Linked DNA regions of Rattus norvegicus: region 1 is linked to region 2. A link is a contact called in public Hi-C data. All regions are on one chromosome and are shown on one strand. The core of a region is the stretch at or near the end of the contact, and the rest is flanking DNA. Distances in the headings are between cores, read along the strand shown.

What was found. A called contact is a pair of places that touch in the nucleus more often than the background predicts.
Region 1: a contact with region 2 is called in a Hi-C map of liver, with 4 times the contacts expected there. The contact joins two enhancer-like sites. A contact is called at or near these places in 3 of 12 Hi-C or Micro-C datasets (the A7r5 cell line, liver and mammary epithelial cells).

What each region holds. Positions count from the first base shown.
Region 1 is chr11:61,920,015-61,926,978 of GRCr8, forward strand. The region is part of intron 1 of Alcam (activated leukocyte cell adhesion molecule); the gene reads left to right. Among named protein-coding and RNA genes, the nearest start is that of Alcam, 120 kb to the left of the region's middle. Within about 2 kb of position 2,792, at least 10 of the 93 cell types and tissues checked have an H3K27ac peak or open chromatin away from gene starts, as enhancers often do. A contact at or near this core is called in liver, where this site is marked.
Region 2 is chr11:61,824,843-61,832,154 of GRCr8, forward strand. All of the region lies in intron 1 of Alcam (activated leukocyte cell adhesion molecule), which reads left to right. Among named protein-coding and RNA genes, the nearest start is that of Alcam, 23 kb to the left of the region's middle. Within about 2 kb of position 2,374, at least 31 of the 93 cell types and tissues checked have an H3K27ac peak or open chromatin away from gene starts, as enhancers often do. A contact at or near this core is called in liver, where this site is marked.

The sequences.
Region 1 (6,964 bases), core at 1,542-4,041, 96 kb after region 2:
CTGTATCACAGTTACATGTGTGTGTGGGGACGTGTTCATGCCTACATGTTTGTGTGTGTATATCCGTGTATGTTTGTGTTTGTATGCGTGTCTGTGTGTGATAGAGAGAGTTGGTATCACCTGAAGATTTAAGCAGCCCCTAGGAAGTATTAAATAACCTCCCGATGAGGACTACTTTTAAAAAATCAAGGCAACTTAGAAGATTGCAAGCTGGGAATACTAATGGAAAGAATATGAGACTAAGAGCTGAAAGATTCATTTTCTTGACTGAGCTCTGACTTCAACACTTAAGATTTTCTAGTCTTCTACATCTTTAATTATACAGTGAGCAACCTACATTAAATAAACTCTAAGTCATGTCTCACTTGAATGTACAATGATTAATTTTCAAGCACAATAATAAAAATATTTAATAAAGCTAGCATTTTCTTATCTACCAACCTCACCCATTCCAGGCATAGCCAAGAGTCCTTGGGAAACACAAATGTCTGAGTAGCCAAAATAAATGCTAATGTTCGTGAACTAAGCCTTGTTCTAAGGAAACTCCAGGGGCCTCTCACTAGGCTTCTGTTTACTCTTTAAATAGCCTCTCTTTTATGTTTGATTATATTGTTTTCAAAGGCCTGGCACATTAGTGGCAAATTGGAGAGGGACTGTGAGGAAACAGACCGATATATGGAAAAGTGCTTTGTAGGTTCTGAGCTGCTGGCAGATGTTAGATGTCATTAGCCAGAATGACTGACACCTGGCAGGAACTGTGACAGAAAAGATTAACAGATCGGGTCAGAGACAGCACAGGAATTCCAAATCCTGTTTGGGTGGGCTTCTCAGAACATCAGTGAATGGGTTTACTCACTTTGATTATTTCCAAGGTAGTCCCAGATCTGTAGCCTAGTACATGCTCGTGGGAATGACTGGGTTATCATGGTAAGGCTCCTTTCCAGCCCGCAAAATACGATGTCAGGAAAACATGTAACCTGTAGCTTGCCCGAGTGCTCGCCCCTTAAAGAACAAAAATGCAAATGACACAAAAGATAGGCTACATTATAAATTCTTTGAAAATTATAGCTACATGGTCCTGGAAAATTAAATATTCTGTGTAGTTTTGAAATGTGAAGTCAGATTTTCATTGTCCCCGCGACAGCTCTGAAGATAATAATCTGTTCCCTTACGTTTGAGACCCAGGGGTCTTCTGCTTGTGGTAGGACTTTCTCCAACGTGCTCTTACCCTCGCAAGGCAATCCAAAAGTTAAAAACCATGGGGCTTGCTAACGTCCAAACCATGTGCTATGCTTCAGCAATGGAATTAAATGTTTAATAATTTGTAAGAGATAGTGACAATCAATCCAAAGGAAGCGCAAAGCATAGCTAAATTGTTTGTCACCAGCAGGGCCACTGAGATGTCTCAGCAGATAAGTGTTCTCAGTGCCAAGCTTGACCACCTAAGCCTGTTCCATATGGTAGAAGAAAAGAACTGACTTCTGCTAGTTGAACCATCACACAAAAGCACTCAACACACACACACACACACACACACACACACACACACACACGAAAAATAAATAAGCAAAAAAGAATATATACTCTATTTTTCTTATTAATTTATATATTTATTTTCAAATATATATTTATGTGTGTATATGTACATACATACATAGACATAGACATACATATATATGTACATACATACATATATAATATATATATATATTAAATACAGCACCAATTAGAAACTCAAACCAATGTGCTTTCAGTATCATTACTAATTGTTAATAGGAAACTCCTATGGTAAACTAAGAAGTCTGACATACTGTACTCAGCATTTGTCAGCGGAGTAACAGTAAGGTAACAAAAGCAATGAAGTATCAGATCTCAACAGAATATTAACCCTTTCCTTTCCTCATAGTGGGGAGTGTGCATTGGAGAACATTTAAGCTTTCTGTTCTGTAAACCAAAAGTTAGCTGTGTTGCAAGAAAGCAAGTATTTAATGAGAAAACCTTGCTTGTTTGCTCTCTTATGCTGGTGTTTTTTCGACCGTAGGCTAACAACTGATATTTCCTGTTGTGTTGCTGGGAAGATTTCAGGTTTTGGTGTATGCAGGTTTTGCCTGCATGTATGTATGTGTTACAGATGTGCGTGTGTGTGTGTGTGTGTGTGTGTGTGTGTGTGTGTGTGTTCATCCTAGTGCACGCCTGCCTCCAATCAAAGCTAGCAGAGGGTGATGGTTTCCTGGAAGTAAAGTTTCAGAGAGTGGGGAGCCACCGTGAAAGTGCTAGGACTGGAACCCTGGTCCCCTGAAGGGGCAGCAAGTGCTTCTAACCACTGAACCATCACTATAACCCCTATGGTAGATTTCGAATAAAGATATCTTATCTGTTATTCAACCTCAATGGCAGACATTTCAAAAAAGAACATATACAAGAGAGTCAGAATCTGCCATGGTGGGTGCTTGATGCTATGCTTTGGAAACACTTCTCAAGCACAGGGCATCTGAGGAGAGCATACAAAAGCGACCGAGTTGGTGAATGGAAGAGAGGCCATCAGCCAGGCAGCTGCAGGTTAGACAGATGGATTGACTTCCAGGCAGAGCAGAGCACAGTTTGCTCTATTACCCTTTTGTGCAGCTTGGACGGAAACCCAAGAACAGACTAGACTCTAAGCCTCAGTTACAAGGAACATTCCAAAGACATTGTTAGAGATACAAAAATAAACAGCTCCATGCTCTCCATACAGGAAATGCACTCTGCATCATGTTACCCTTGAAGATTTCTAGCAAGTGAGGCTGGCAACAGTTGTCATTGGCAACTATCTTGGTCATATGACACCTTGAACTGGAGTACAGATGCCACACTCCTGCAAGGTCTTTACACTTGACATCAGAGACTTGCGGTGTCCTCCATTTAAACAGAAGCATTTCCAAAACACCGGATGCTCCAATTAATTTAGAGACTTCTAGAAGGAAAGGAAAATAACTATAAATTACAAGGACAAAAGTCTGGGGCTTTTTGTGCATTTCAATTGTGGCCCCTTGGTCAAATGCTCCAACTAGTAAACACACAAAACTCAAATAAAACAGAAAGGGAATTATTTACATTCCCATTTTAGTTCTCCTATTTCCATAATCTGAAGCACACAATAAACAGGGCCTGAAGGTGTTAAAGCATTTTATATTAACAATTTTCATTTAGAAACCCAGGCACCTAACGTTGCCCGTGTTAATATTTGCTTTGGACTGTTCTGCGTATTTAGTCTCAAGCTTCTCCAAAGAACTAACACAAAAGTCCGCATTCCTGTTTGCCTAGCTAGTGTGTGATTTCACACACTGTGTATGGTACACTCCCACAGAGGCTCTGTATTAGCTGTTCTTCAAGTGAGCAGTGTACTTAGCTATGTTGGGAAATGTGAACTTTGGAGCTTGAGGAGTCAGCAGACGTACGGAAACTCTTACCGATTTTACTTTGAAAACATTCATCCTGTCTCTTTATTCACTATGTCTACCTTTATTTGTCCCCACTGCCCTATTTCCTCACAATTATATAGGAAATTGAAGTTTTGCACGGGGCTCTGGAACTCTTGGGCCTTCTCTAGCTGTGTTTGCTCCCCATTGCTAGTAACAATAACTATCAAGTGCTAAAAACCTGTGCACATAACTGCTATCCTCAAAATCACACACCATTCCCTTCCTTACCTCTACAGTCATTGTGGGATAAAATCTAAGTTCTTTTTTTTATAGTATAGAACAGAGTTTATTCAGAACATGGTGAGGGGAATTGAGAGAAAGGCAGAGAGGGAGAAGGGGGAGAGTAAAGGGGAGAGAGAGAGAGAGAGAGAGAGAGAGAGGATGACCTTGAGCACATGGAGAAAGAGTGGGGAGGAGAATGTGGAGAGGGGGAGAGCAGGAACAAGAGGTAAGAGCAAGAGCAAGAGGTCAAGAAAATCTAAATTCTTTAAGCTTTGCTTTAACCATTTTCCAGATAGCTTTCTCAGATTTCTCTCAGGTGTGTTTTCCTCCATTGCCTCTAACTAGACCCAACTCTCAGCCAGCACTGGCTGTACAGGTGAGAACCTGTGCCCCCAATTCACTGAGTTTCATCCAGATTTCTTCCACCTGATGGGGTTTTCATCCGAGAGAACTCAATACACGTGGTCCTTTCGGGGCAATGCCTTCTGCATCCTGTCCATCAATCCCTCATCCCACAATGCTGGGTGCACTGTTTCTTTTACCCTAATAAATATAAGCCAGGCAGGTACGGTGGCTAGCAATTAGTGCGGACATGGTGCCTGGCAATTACTTCTTAACAAAACTTAATGCATAGTTATCTGTACATTAGTGATAACACTGTGGACTTGATACCATCATTGGCCTTAATGTTATAGCCAGACTATATAAATACACACTGGTTAAGTAACTACTAGAGATTGTCTGGCTTGTGTGGAATGAAGCTTGGTACAGGTCCACACATGCTGAGCACAAGGACCATGCTTTAGCTGCAAGTGCAGTTTGACTGGTGTGGCCGTATACAGTGCGTTCTGCAACTTTTTCCAGATCCTTTCCATCTCTCTACCCACCCAACTTTATGTCACCTTTCCCCACCCCTTCTCTTTCAAACACACACACACACACACACACACACACACACACACACACACACACACTAATAATAATAACAACAGCAACAACAATAATAATGATGATAATGATGCAAAATGCCCAAATGCCCAAATAAGACAAAACAAAAACCTACTAAAAAAAAGTCATTGAGCTTTTTTTGTGCTGGCCAACTACTTCTCAGCATGGTTCCTGATCTGGACAGTGTCTAATATACCTAATAAAATTCCACTGAAGAACTGAAGAAAACTAGTTTTCCTGTTGTCAAAAGGTATCAATTCAAGATAGCAACTTGTTAGAGGTGGGACCCGTAGCCCACACCTCTCCCCCTGTCTCTTTCTGTCTTTGTCTCTCTCTGTGTCACTCTATCTTTCTGTCAGTCTCTTTCTCTCAATATCTCTGTCCCTTTCCCTCCCCTCCCTCCTTCACCCTCCCTCTCCCTCTCTCTCTCTCTTCTCTCTCATCTAGAACCACCTTCTTGACCCTGAACCCATGAGCTCATGAAAACCTTGTTGTGCATGCTGCCACAGTCTGTGGGAGATCACATATGTATCCGCGTGTTGTGTTACCTTTGAGTTACCTTTCACCTCTGTCTCTTAAAAATCTTTCTGCCTCCTCTTCCACAGATACCATTGAGCTTTGAGTGGAGGACTCTGATGACAACATCCCATGTAGGACTGAATACTTCATTTGTTTGCATCCTGTCCAGTTGTAGGCCTTTGTGTTCATTTCTATCCACTCTGAGAAGGAGCTTCTCTGATGAAGGTCGAGCATGGTACTGATCTATGGGAATAGCAGAATGTCACTAGTAATCTTCTATTGCTATGATTCTTTTAATTGCTATGATTGCTATGATTGCTTAATGGTAGCAGTGGGGTTTTCCCTAGACCTATATAATTCCAAGTCAGTGGCCACTTTAGTATTGTCTGATATGGGTAACCTCCTTTAGTGGTCCTTAAATCCAATCAAAATAAAGTGGGTCACTCCCACACCCTTTGCACCACTATGACACCAGCATATCTTGCAGGCAGGTCTCTGTTCTAGCTCTCATGACTTGTATCTGGGTGATATTCATTGTTACCTTTCTCCTCCGGTAGCATGCATAGAACTTCCCTTCACTATGGATGCTAATCAGGAGGAAAGAAGCTTCTAGTTGTGCACCAGCTTGACTTCTCCATGTTCAATGATGTGTGTAAGTGATGCCTTTAGAAATAGGGGCTTACTGTCAGGTTGTGAGAAGCATCTGAGAGCCTTGGCAACCACCTATAATGTTTGAGGAGTCCATGGGACAACCCCTTGGCCAATGACTCAACAGAATGTAATGCATCTGGAACTGGAGGTTTTACTTGGTAGCACAATATATCTACTGAAATACTATATTGTAGCTTCCATATATCTTTCAAGAAGCCTTTAGTCTTTCTGTTCCTCCCCATATTTTCTTCTTCACCCCTCTCTTCCACAGCCCTTCATACCCAGTCTTTTTGTAACACTATATTCTGTTTCTCCTTTCTTGGGAGATTTCCTCCTCGGGTTCCTTACTCGATATTTAACATTGAGATGTGTTTCATTTGTAGCACACACAACTAAAAGTTAAAAGTTAACATTCATATTTAAAAGGAAACATGTAGTATTTGTCTTTTGGGACTGGGTTACCTCATTCATGATGTTTTTTTCCTAGCTCTATCCATATAACTGCCGATTTCGTTATATCATTGTTTTCAACAGCTGAATAATATTCTACTGTGTAAATGTACCACATGTCCATTAGCCATTCATCAGCTGGTGGACATCTAGGTTGCTTCTAATTGCTTGTTGTTATAAACCAAGCAATGGTTAGCATGGATAAGCAAGCATCTCTGTAGTAGTGTGTGCAGTAAATTCTGAGAATTGAGGAATATTTACCATGATCAATAATAAAAATGTCTTTCATTTCAATGACATATACTACAATATTTTTATCAGGTCAACAAATGCCATTAAATTTAACATACACTTACTCTGCTTCCTTTTTCAGACATTTTTCATATATTTATATACACACACGTGTGTGTGTGTGTGTGTGTGTGTGTGTGTGTGTGTGTATCAGAAATTGTTTAATGTTACAAAGGTTTAGGAGAAAATAGCAAACTTCCACGATTATATGTTTCAGAAATTCAAGTCTGTTATATTCATAGAACATATTTTCAAATTGACAGCTGTTAGTAGAGATGCTGTGCTAGGCATTTCTTCATGGGAAGTCTCCCAAGCTTTCAATTTAGACCACATTAGAGGAGGCAGAGAGAGTTTAAGAGTCAGAGGGACTGGAGGACATCAAGAAAATAATCGTTACAAGCAAAACTGATATGAACTCACAG
Region 2 (7,312 bases), core at 1,124-3,623:
TTTCTCTTTTTTTGCTCATTCTGTTTAAACATTGCCTTGGGAAAATAAACCATGGTTTTTGCAGATTATATATGTGACGTGTAAACTGAATCTATCCAAAGTACTAGAGTTTATGTGTAATTAAAAAAACATTGCATATTATGTTGAATTATTGTGTTGAATTAATAATAAGGAATAAAAATTGTAAATGTTAAGTCAGTAAATTTTCAAACTTATGCTAGTCATAGAGACTAACAGGTCAGAGATACAGCATAACAGGTCCCTGAGTCCGTGATTCGTGACTTCTACCTTGTCAAGGAACCATCTTATCAATTTTCCAATAATGGCAAAGAGGCCAAAAGCACCCACATAAAAATTCAACACTATTCATCCAGTTAATGTATCATAAATAATATTTTTGATAAATTAATTTTTACTCTAACTGTACATAAAAATTCATTCATATTAAAGACTCTAAGACAACTGAAAAACTTTTGTAAGTTAAATTAATAATCTACAGGTAGTTGAAAATACCCAGGACAATGATTGGAATTATCTACTGAAATTGACATGAGGTCAATACTTTACATGTTCTTTTTAGTAACTACTTAGAGTCAGCCAGTGTACTGGGGTAGGTGTTGGCAAGAAAAGAATAAAGAATGAATGTCTCTCTAGGCACCTTATGTTTTGGTTGTCTGGTAGTTCTCAAATTTGGGCATGCATTAGAATGACCACAATGCTTATTCAAACGGACTTTTAGGCCCAGCCCCTAGAGTTCCAGATTCCCCATTTCTGGCATGGGGGGTGTAAAATTTGCATTTCTAGCATTGACCATATGCTGCAGAGAAGGCTTGTCCTGGACCCACACTGTGAAAGCAGCTGTGTGAGGAGGGACACTATTGTTTATCTGCTGAGACTCTACCAGGCCAAGCCTACAACAACTGCTTCTGATTAATTATTGCCAATAAGAGAAATAATTTTTCATGACTCCAATCTGATTTCTGCGTGTTGGTCAAAGTGTATGACTTAAACCAAAATATCGACAAATTTACAAGGTCGAGTGGAAAAAATTTTCAATGCCAAAGGCTCCTTGTTTACTCAGTAAAAAATATTTCATCAGATTAGTAGCCTAATTTCCAATTTCATCTTCCCTTGATTGTAACATAAAGCTTTCCTTTCTGATCTTTGGGTAAACATGCAGTGTCCCATAGTCTTTTAAGTGTGATGGCCAGTGTTCATTTATTGCGATAATTAAGATGGATAGCAGCACACCAGTGCAATGACTGCACTTGTGTTGAGTGTGTAAATTATTTCCCTGGGATGAAAGCCTCTTTTATGGCTATCGCTCTAGTCCTATCTCTTGCATCCTAAGCCATTAGCCACAACATGTTTCAGAACACTATTTATAAGGAAGTTCGTCACATTTACTAATTTCCGATAACTATTAATTCACATCTACACTTTTCTTTGTACTTGGGAATTGCCTCTTACATTACTTCTGCCAAGGAACAGGGTAGAAAAAAAAATACCTCCTAAGATGTGTAAACGTAATTTCTTGGTTTTTTTTTTACATTCATATTTTTATTTAGTCCCAGTTCTCTAGCTTATGACTCTAACATGACAAAGGGCAGTTTGCTCTCAGTGGCTAGGTTTCTTTTAAGAATTTTAAGAATAAATGTGAGTTTCTTTTAAGATTCATTTGAAAGCCCATTAAAATGGAGATAGAAAAAGACTCATAAAAAAAAGAGTACTACTTGTGGCTGGCCACCTTTCTTATTTCAAAAAATAAATGTACTTCAAGTTCTAGAAAAGTTATTTTTATTTTTTACAGTTTAGCTTCAAAGCAAATTGAATGCCTGTTGCCTTTCTGGGTAGGGTTAGTCCATTGTTGCCATAGCAATAGTCAATTTATGTATTGAATATTAAAGATCTAAAAAAATTATGCTATAGAATTTGTCAGAGTGTTATTAGTTAGTACCCATATCAAAAGCTAGCTAAAATCAGTAACTTAATAAGGAATTTCCATAGGCAGTACATACAGGCCGTCACATGGACATGCTCTCATTAGCCTACTCACTTTCATGCTCTGCAGTCCTTTCAGTCTCTTACTGGGTTTTGCTGAGGCAAACAAACAAACAAACAAACAAGTAATAAATCTAAAGAAAGAAGCAAAGACTATACTGAGTCAATGTCTGTAATATTTTTTTCAGCATTTTATGATTTGAGATTAAATCTTGCTAATGGTTCTTGGACTGCTGTTTTAGGGTGTCTTGTCCCGTACACCAAAACAGTACAAAACCTGTCTTCCCTGGAAAATCTAAAATGAACTGCTCACACAAAGACAACAAGACTCACTCTGTTTGCTAAACTTTGGCTCCTTTTCAGCATTTGCCTTGGGCTGGAGAACACAGAGCACTCTCACTTTCTGGCTAAAATTAACTTGCTTATCAGACAGCCTGCATCCCTTTGTACAAAAACCTTCTGAAGAGCAACTAGACTTGTCCTAGATCTCCACACTCTCTTCCTCACAACTACTACTTCTCTGTCAATGACTTGTTACTATCATCTTTATTTTTATTTATCTCCTAGTACTGCAGTGCTAGGAATAGAAGCCAAGGCCTGGCCCATACAAAAATCACTCTGGCAATTAATAGAGCCTCCAACCCATTTTTAATCTTTATTTTTAAGATGATTTTACACGTTACTCCTCTCCTTAAATATAGCAGCTGACTGGAGTAACTACGTTGTGCTGTACAAGACAATAAAATACTATAGGCAAATTTAAATAACCAAAGGAAGAATGAGAAAATAAATATCATTCTTTTGGATCCTCACCACTATGATGGACTGTATTTCTTAGAGCATGTTTGGAAGTATTTGAAAACTTTTATTCTGTCACTACAAATAGATATAGGGTTTTCTTCTTGTTATTCTTGTTTTGTTGTTTGTTTGTTTAAATAACGTTTTAAAGACTATCTTTGACATCCAAGTGTCCAAATGTTCTAGGTCTTATTTCACTTCTGAGTAGCAAATTAAAGGATTGTCATTTATAGATACAAATGTTTTAACTGAATTTTAGGGTGTTCAGGAAGTCCAAACTGATCTGACATAATGTATTACACTTACATAACAAGTTTATTAATGCCCTTCTGTAACAGACATTTGCAGTCATGATACGGAAAAGAGAGGAATGTTAAAAGGTCTTAACCATGTTATCAGAGCTGGCAAAAGGCTGTTGGAATGCATAGAGATGGAAAGAGTCAGGCCTAGACAGCACTGAATAGTCAAACGGAGGTGTGAATGTGGAGGGGTTGACGTGTCCACGGTCAAGCAGAGAGATATTAACCTGTTCATTTTAGATACCTTACATAGAGCAATGACCAGTTTCAGCCCTCACTGTCATGCCATATTTATTTGAGATGCTTGATTCAGGCTTTTGATTTTTTTGATTTCCACCTGTAAAATAGGGCAAGTAATGTCTGTCTTACAATGGGGATATTGAATATTTAGAATGTGTGCTATGAAAAAAAGAAAAGTAATGGGGAGGGCGGTTTAGTTGGGCGATGGTTGAGAAGGTAGACTGTCGGAGGGGTGAAGAAAGGGAAAACACTAAGGATGGTTGAAAGAGTCATATGGAAGCACACTATAAACTTCCTAAATACAAACACACAAACATGTATTCGTAAACATGCATACATATATGGTGTACACAAAAACACATACATATATTCATAAATATACATACATGTATATGATACATACATGTATATGATACATACATATAAAAATGCATACATAAATGCATAGTCATAATACATATATATGACACACACATCACAATTATTCAGAGTGCAGAGAACTATACATGAGTGCCTGGGCAGCACAATTTGTACTTGCTGGGTTATAACAAATGGAGTAAGGTTTTGAGATGTTGGGTGATGTATCTAAGTTAGTCAGAGAGAGGAGTTAAGTTACATTTGACCAAAATAAATTGTATGTATGTATGAAAGTCCACAAGAATCAATAACATGTTACATTTTAAAACATACTATTTCACCAAGTAGGTAAGAGCTATTTGTAAAATTTATTTTTAAAGTGTATTTTGTCTACATCTATTTATCATATATAATGGTGGGCTCCATTATGATATGTCCATACATATATATTAAATGATTTTTATCATATTTACCCCTCATTACCCTGTCTTGTCTTCTCAATCCTGCTGACCTCACTGTTCTTTTGAAATTATGCTTCACTTTCTTTTCCGTGTGTGAAGATGTTAGGTCAAATATAATTGTTTGCAGGAACATGGATGATGGGTAATTTACAGAATCATGGGAAACTTAACAAATGTGTTGTGAACCACTGAAGAAAATGTGAAGTTCCTTGCTAATGGCACACTAAACGTGTTATACAATATCTGCTGGTAAGAGTAGGTGAAAGTGATGATTGCTAAACTTAACAACTCCATGGAAATGTGTGTGTGTGTGTGTGTGTGTGTGTGTGTGTGTGTTGTGTGTGGTGTGTGTGTGTCAGCACTCTGTCTAAGCTTCACCCCCACAGTAACCTGGCAACAGCCAGGTATGCTCTGCCCCATAGTTCCCTGGCAGCTCCAGGTATGCCTTACAAGATAAAAGAGGCTGCTTGCCCCCTCCTCGCTCTCTTGCTCCTGCTCTCTCTTGCTCTTCTTTTTCTCTCTACTTTTATACTTCTCTTCTTCTCTACTTCTCTCTTTCTCTGCCCTACTACCCTCTTAACTCCCCTCCTCATGCTCCTAATAAACTCTATTCTACACTATACCATCATATGGCTAGTCCCTCAGGTGGAAGGGATGTCTCAGCCTAGATCTCTTGAGGCACCCCTTTTCTCCATACCTCACCACACTCCCAAAGAACATAACCCCACACCCTTTTTATCTTTTTATAAACATAAATGCAACATTAGTGCCAAAACCCAGGGTATATCCTCTCTTTATCTTTTTATAAACACATCGGTGTGTGTGTGTGTGTGTGTGTGTGTGTGTGTGTGTGTGTGTACATGTGAGTGTGTATGTGCCATAGGGGTCATGTGAAGGTCCACAGGACATTAGACTTGGTTCTCTTCTACCATGTGGGTTCCAGGAAGTGTGCCTAGAATTAGAAGAAAGATCTAGTTACTGACTTCATAGGTCTGGGACTGCCGTCTATACTTTTGGGGAGCTTTGGAACAGACTCTGAAATGTAGCTATGACTGAGAAGCACTACTTAGATTAGACAAATAGAGAAATAGCAATGACCATGTGATTCTGGGATGACAGATGTCATGAGAAGCAAGTGACTATAATAAAACTTGGGAACTTTACCAGATTTCCCCATCTCAAGTCAAAAATTTACACAGAAGTTGATTAAGAACCTTCGGTTACCTTTTTCAGTGACATCTTTCACAATGGGAATTTTCTGTTGAGAAGTGTGTCAGGCACTTTGTCACAGTGATAAGAATTCCCTGTCCTTACCACAAGGGAAAATTATGTCATGCATTGTCAGTGGGAACCGTATGAATACAATGAATTTAGATCAGATAGATCTGTACTTTCAGGAATTTATTTTTTCAGGGAAGTTCTAAGTTCCCAGCAATTGTGATGTATGGTGCTGGGAGTCATTATACAGCATTTTCTTTGCCACACATCCGGGACCCTCCACTGCCACTTTCTGTCACCAGAATGCTGTGAATGCTACAACTCAGGAACCTATACTGAAGCATCACCATCTCCCATGAGAGAGCAGATTGGGTTTCATTCCTAGAGGACATATTCTGGGTATAAGGAATGCATACTCACATTGATGTGTATTTACAAAATAGAGGTAGCCACATAATTTTGAATTTGATGTTTGTAACCTTAAAAATGCTGGTGTTATTATGCCTTAATAGTCACCTTTGGATATTATGGGAATGCCTTGCCTTACCATAAGCAAGGTCTGTCTCCAAGATTGCAGATCTGGGTCACCCAGAATTTGTAAAATGGGTTAAGCTGGCTGGGTAGGCTGAGACAGAAACCACAAAGACATGCTGTCCTTAGTTGAGGAAAAAAGGAAAAAGTGTGATGTGACATTTACTGTAAAATCTATCAGAGGATTAGCTGGTTCAAAATTTATGGGTTTATGTCAATTTTGAGGGTGTTGTATGTGTGTTCAGAGGAGGAGGGTACATGTATGTTTTTCTACCCACAGTACTGATAACAGACTCAGCAAACTTGGGAGCGCGATCTGTTGTTGATTCACTAAGAAATCTAAATGTTAACTCTTGTATTCGGTTTGCCTGTCAGAGACAGACGGGCTTCAATTGGCCTAACAGCATGCTAGCAACTTCTAGACAGAGAAATCTAATTACATTTTGACCACTGTTAAACTGCCTCTTTACCATGCTTCAGACTCTTCCTGGGTGAAAAACGCTAGAAGAAGACCTTCTTCAGCACACAGGCTTTCTGTGAGGATCGAATCCTAAAAATGATTGTGGGCCACTTTAAAGATTCAAATTGTTATGAAAAGAAGTTAATTATTTTTCAGTGTCCACTGATATTTGTCCAAAAAAAACCCCAATATTTCTCATTATAGCATTATAAATGGATCTTAACATTTTGTTTATCATGACAATTCCCAATATTCAAGTATCCTTCCTCTCCTGATAATAATAGGGTTGGTTATCATCATACAATATTGAATGATATTTCTGTTATATAAGCTTTCAATTATTCATGTTAATGGAAAACTTTAACGCACAGCTTATAAGATGACAGCCTGTCGGAAAGTGATCTCAGGAGAAAAAGGAAGGGCCAGAGACCTGCAGCCTCCGATCTGAATAAATTTGTTGAAGTATCTTTGTCAAGTGGTTGTCTTCAAGATTTTGGAAAGAGGGAAAACCCAGTCAGTCAAACTATACAATTATGAGGAATTGGGAGTTCTGCAGAGGCATCTCCCAATTCCACAAGACATTCAAAACTCTAGATCAGTTGGACGTCCTACTTGATAGAAGAAAGTGCGTTAATCAGAGAGTAAACAGAGGCATGTACAGAAGAAGCAGACATCCCAGTACTAATGCTCGTAGCAAACTACTCCCAGGGGCAGAGACATCAGTAGCAGCTACATACCACAGATAACAGCAACAGTAAACCAACATTAGCTGGATGAGGAGAAATAACAGCCATGCTATCAGAAACAATGGATATGATCCATTGTGTGCTAGGCATCCTTCCAATATGTTTGCTTGATATAATTCTTCTCATCCCCACAATGGTTTCATTATCATGACACTTTATTTTAGGAACTATCTTCATTAAGAACAAATTTCATCAAAATGC